Regions from separate parts of the Gossypium hirsutum genome. Here region 1 is linked to region 2. Evidence: chromatin contacts called from public Hi-C data. All regions are on one chromosome and are shown on one strand. The core of a region is the stretch at or near the end of the contact, and the rest is flanking DNA. Distances in the headings are between cores, read along the strand shown. Region 1 holds the start of LOC121219495 (6-phosphogluconate dehydrogenase, decarboxylating 1). Region 2 has its middle 12 kb from the start of LOC107954833.

Region 1 (3,125 bases), core at 459-2,958, 130 kb after region 2:
CCGCTATCAGAAACTTGAGCGGCAACCTTAAGAAGAATGTCTTCAATGTATTCGTAAGCTTCAAAAGACCCTCCAGGCATCAAAGAGGGACCGTTCCGTGCACCTTCTTCACCACCTGAAACTCCCATCCCTAAGTATAACAAACCCAGTCCAGACATTTCTTTCTCCCGTCTCTCGGTGTTCTCGTACCACTCATTGCCACCATCAATGATACAATCACCTTTCTCCATGTATGCAGAGAGAGTTTTAATGGTCTGGTCAACAGGGGCCCCTGCCTTAACAAGCATGATTATCACTCGAGGTTTCTGGATCGACTGAACAAAAGATTCAGGATCATGGAATCCAAATAAAGGAAGATCCCCTTCCTGTTTAGCTCTTTCAACAGTCTCATCGACTTTGGAGGTAGTTCTGTTGTAAACAGAAATGGGGAAGCCTTTCTCAGCAATGTTAAGCGCAAGATTTTGGCCCATAACAGCCAAACCAGCAAGTCCTATTCTTGTAGGTGGAGCCATAGTTCTTCCTGTTAAATTTGCACATCATAATCAGTGACAAGCCAAAAGAAAATAAAAATTGACAATAGAGACAAAGAAAACTACAAAATGAGAAAACCAACTTCTAATAGATTATATATACACACATATACATACAAATGTATATATATATACATATAACACCGGTGATCATATAATGTCCTTGAAACTAAAAGCAATCATATATGTGCAATGGATCAGCCATATATCATAGGTCACCCTCATACTCTCAGAAAATTCATCTCTCTTCAAAACAAAGAAATCAGTTTCAGGTCCACAGTACAACTAACAAAGTCCTTAACCATTGAAGCTAATTGGAATCTTCTACTTAAATACAAAGCTTAATGTTTTATGATAATAAAAAAAATCAGTTAGAAGATTACGTCTAGTGTTAACAGATTCAAAAACAATGGAATGAAAATGCTAACAGTTTGTGAGAATCAAATAAGAAAACTTTAATAATAATAATAATAATAATAAAAACAACCCCTCTCTAATAGCAGATTTAACAAATGAGTGAATTAAAATCTCCCTAGATATAATCACCGGTAAACCTTGCATAACCTATAACTTCTGTAAACTAAACTATTTGTTCATTCAAATTAAAAAATAAAGAATCCATGTTCTACAAACTCATCAACTAACCCAGTAAAATAGATGATGAAAATAAACTGAAATTTCTCAGATCATACATAACATAACACTATTGTAAATCCACAACTAATAGCAGCTGAATAAATTTCGTATTCGTTCAAATCCCAAACTAGCAATGAAAAAAAAGAAAACCAAAATCCAGATATCAGCCAAACTCAGATAAGAATTCTCAAGTAAAAGCCAGAAAGACAATTGGTTTTGCTTAATTAACAACAAAAATCAAATCTTCGAAACTAAAAACATGATGGGATCAAACAAACAGATCAAAAGTTCCAAACTTTATTGAAATTCAACATAAGAAAAAAGAACCCAAACCTCAAAAAGTCCCTTCTTTCCTCAGTTTTTTTCTTCTTCTTTTTTATAGAAGGAAATCAAAGATTTGGGTTTTTGAGGAAAATAGACAAATGGGTAGATAGAATTTGAGTAAATATATAAGAAAAGAAAAATCCTAAAATGGTCAAATTTTGGCATCGCCGTTGATATTGTAGTAGGTGGAAGGGCTCCCCACTGGCCTACTTTATGTCTAATTTCTAGTTTTTGAGTTATAGGGGATTTTTACAAAATTATTATAAAAAAATAAAAAAAACTAAAATATTATAACTTTTTTTTATTTATCAAAATATTATAAAAAAAATTTTATTTATCAAAATATACCAAAAAAACAAAAAACAGAAAAAAAAACCTGACACAGCCTGATCAGGCCAATCACATTGGCGGCACCAAGGGTGCCAATGGACTAAAATGTTAGTTAAGGGTAGTTTTAAGGACCTGACATGCAAATTTACCATTTTAAAATTTGAAAGTTAATTGATGCTGTGCGCACTAAAATTGAAATATGGCTAATTGCCTTCTAAGCCCTCTTTATTTATTATTTTCTTTTTATTCCCCTTCAACTCACTTTTTTATTTAATAACTCTATTTTAATTTATTAAATTTAATAGTTTATGTTTATAGATAAAATAGTTTATGTTTCCATTATTTATTTCCTTTTGATTTAATATTAGTTAAGGGAATATATTAAATTTATAAAATTAAAATAGTTTAATTTAATAACTCTATTTTAATGTAATAAACTATTCTCATTTAATAACTCTATTTTAATTTAAAAAATTAAATTAAACTATTTTAATTTTAATCCTCTGAATTTAATATATTCCCTTATCTAATATTAAATCAAAAGGAAAAAAATAACGGAAACATAAACTATTTTATCTATTTATAAATTTAATATATTCTTAATAGACTTATAACATAAACATGTTAGACTATTTTTAGTCTCTTAAGATATTACGAATCAACAAATTTTATATTTCAGTAAATTTTATATTTTAAATGAAAATAGAGTTATTAAATGAGAATAGTTTATTAAATTAAAATAGAATTATTAAATGAGAATAGTTTATTAAATTAAAATAGAGTTATTACTTAATTAGAATTCTAAGTATCTTAATTATCACTTAACTAATATTAGATTTAATTAAAAAATTAATAGAAATACCAGACATGCCTTATTGAAAAACCAGAAGTAATAATAAAACTGATCACCCATAAATGTAACCCAAATAGAAAAAATAAATTATAATTATTTATATATTCTTAATAACTCTATTTAGTAAATTTTTAAATAAACTATTCTCATCAAATTATCAAAATAATACATAAAATGCGAATTAGTTTATACTTTTTAAATAGCTTTATTTTAGGTAAAATATATATACTTTAATAATAACATAAAGGGCTTTTATGAGTAAAAATCATAGATTAAGAGCTTATTTAACTACAAAAATAAGTTGATGGCTTGTTTATTAAATAAAAAAGTGAGTTGAAGGGGAATAAAAAGAAAATAATAAATAAGGAGGGCTTAGAAGGCAATTAGCCACATTTCAATTTTAGTGCGCCCCACAATTCAAAATGGTAAATTTTGCATGTCAGGTCCTTGAA
Region 2 (2,730 bases), core at 148-2,647:
ACTATTCCAAAACACGTAGATAGTTGGATTTTCCGTTTTGTTTGGAGAACCTGTCAATGTTGTTCGTTATCATGATTTTAAGCTCGTTATCAAGATTTCAAAAGATTTTAATTCCATGAAAACAAATGACATGGATAAAGGCAACATCGCATTTTGTTATAGGTTATTTTTTAACACCCTTAACTTTTGGACCAAAATATTATATTTTAAATATCAAAATGAGATAAAAAAAATTCAAATACTAAAGTAAAAAAAAATTACAATTCAGAAGCCAAATCTTGACATAATTCATAACTTGAACATTGCTATAAACTAAGCAAGTTAACTAAAATTAGTAATTTTATCAAACCTGTGTTTTTAAAAATAATGTTCAATAAGTAATCACACATATGTATTGAAATTAATAATAACATATAGGGTAAAGTACTGAAATGATCACTAAACTACTGCATGCATTCTATTTTGATCATTGAACTTTTAATTTTTTTGATTTAACCATTAAACTATTCGAAATCAAATTTTTAGTCTTCGACCGTCAACAGCCATTTGAAATTTGATGGTAGTGTTGACGTGGGCTTTTTTTATTAATCCAATAATAATATAGCCCATTATTATTTACACATTTTATCAATTTGATCCTAACTATAAAAAAATAAACAAATTTAACCTTCAATGTTTACAAAATTTGTCATTTTAGTTCAAATTCTATAAAATTCAATAAACTTAGCGCTCAACATTTCTAAAACGAAAAATTTTGTAAATTAAAAAAAATAACACCCGAACTTTTATTTCTCCGACCTTTATTTGTAATAACAAGTTGATTCTCCAAAAACCAAACAACCAATCCCCTTATCCCCAATCTATCCTCCACTTCTTCACGCGCTTCTTTTCTATCTCAGACCATTTGACCTGACGAGTCCACATCGGCCGACTATGACATGCAAGTTCACAAAGCTGGCCGAAACATATATATGGCAATGGTAGGCTACCTCCTCAAGCATGTGAAAGATGGGTGCTTCAACATCAATACAGAATCCTCTAGCTTGATCCTCGGCCCTTTGGTCAAAACCTTATTTCATTTAGACAAAGGCCTCACGTGCAAGCACACGTTTTATTTATTCATTGTGCGTCTCTACAAAATCGAAATGATCAAGGATTCGTTGTGCATGATTCAAACTATGATGGGAAATGGTGGGTTGAATGCCACCATCTTTCATCCAATCATGAACATGTTGACAAAGAAGATGGAGGAGGTGTGGCTAGTGGCAGATCTAATGAGTCATCCAAGTTTCGCCGGACTTGATGGCAAATAATTTTTTTTACTAACAGCTAAAGCTGTCTGTGGGTTGGGTTCAGACCGAGGCTAGACAAAGGGTTTTTCTGTGCCTAGGCCCAATAAGAAATATGGGCCTGGCATCTTGTACAAGCTCGGCCCTATTTAAATATGGGTAATTCGGGCCTATCCCAGCCTCACCCAACAATAAGTAATTTGACAGTATAAAACAGCATCTAGAAGGAAAAGTAACAGCTTATATTAATTACTAGAGCAAAAATAAAGGAATGCCTTATATCTGGTTCTGGTAGCACAAACATCAGAAATAGGAATTCCGTTTCATTTGCCTTTATTGCAGTCCAATGTCTGACATCTCCCATCATAAATTGAAAGGATCCTTTTAGTTGGGGGAAACTACACCTAGGCCTTGCTTTGTTTATTCTTTTTCTAATTTTAATTACTGATTTCACCTAAAAATCCTCCAACAGACTTCACTGGGAGGAAGTCGGGGATTCCCCAAGGAGAATGGCAGAGAAGAGAGCTGCCTTATGGAATTTGACGGCAAACTACGAAAAATAGCTCTTGGTTAGAAATGAGGTTTTAGACTTTTAGGAGTTGTTCGGCTTTGGGTTTTGTTTAGGATAAGTTTGGACTTTAAATTAAAAATATTTTGGATTTGGGTTGGATTTTATATATTTAAAATTTATAATAAAATGTATAATATTTATAATATATTTTATATGCATCCGGGCTGGACTGGGTTAAGTTTGGGTTTCAAAAATTCTATTCAAAGCCTAGCCCAATTAGAAAGTAGGCTTGCAATTTTGCCTAAGCCCATTTTTCGAGCTTGGTCTATTTGTCCAAGTCATCCCATATTTTGGGCAGATTTTCAGGATTGGGCGAGTAGCCTAATCCTTGGCCAACTCTATTGACAGTAAAGGCGAGCACAATGGAGAAATAGAGGTTTAGGTGTTGGGTTTTTTTTTTAACTTATAAAATTTTTAAAAATTAAAATTTGTCGTTCTGTAAATGTTAAAGACTAAATTTATAGAAAATTTTGGAATTTGAACTAAAATGACAAATTTTGTAAACATTGATGGCTAAATTTGTTGAATTTTTTTTATATTTAGGATCAAATTTATAGAATGTGTAAACATTAGACGGCTAAATTTGTTATTAGACCAATAAAAAAAGTCCGCATCAGCACTTCCGTCAAATTTAAAACGGTTGTTAACATTCGATGACCAAAAACTTTTGATTTCAAGTAGTTCAGTGACTAAATCAGAAAAATAAAATTCAATGACCAAAATAGAACACGAGCAATAGTTTAATGACTATTTATGTACTTTACCCTAACATATATGCAATATGTATGAAATTAAAAAAAAGAGTTTAAATTGTGAGTGAAATAAATTTAAATAGGTAAATATAAGTGATTAAAAAAATATTAATTGCAC

Evidence for each region. A called contact is a pair of places that touch in the nucleus more often than the background predicts.
Region 1: a Hi-C map of leaf shows a contact between it and region 2, with 1.7 times the contacts expected there. The contact joins the promoter of LOC121219495 here to the enhancer-like site in region 2.

Annotation. Positions count from the first base shown.
Region 1 is chrD07:46,987,408-46,990,532 of Gossypium_hirsutum_v2.1, forward strand. LOC121219495 (6-phosphogluconate dehydrogenase, decarboxylating 1) reads right to left here and starts at 1,709. Exons shown (of 2, transcript XM_041097764.1): 1 at 1,500-1,709; 2 at 1-520. The coding sequence starts at 512.
Region 2 is chrD07:46,858,209-46,860,938 of Gossypium_hirsutum_v2.1, forward strand. No RefSeq gene overlaps it. Among protein-coding and RNA genes, the nearest start is that of LOC107954833, 12 kb to the left of the region's middle. Within about 2 kb of position 1,398, at least 7 of the 9 cell types and tissues checked have an H3K27ac peak or open chromatin away from gene starts, as enhancers often do. A contact at or near this core is called in leaf, where this site is marked.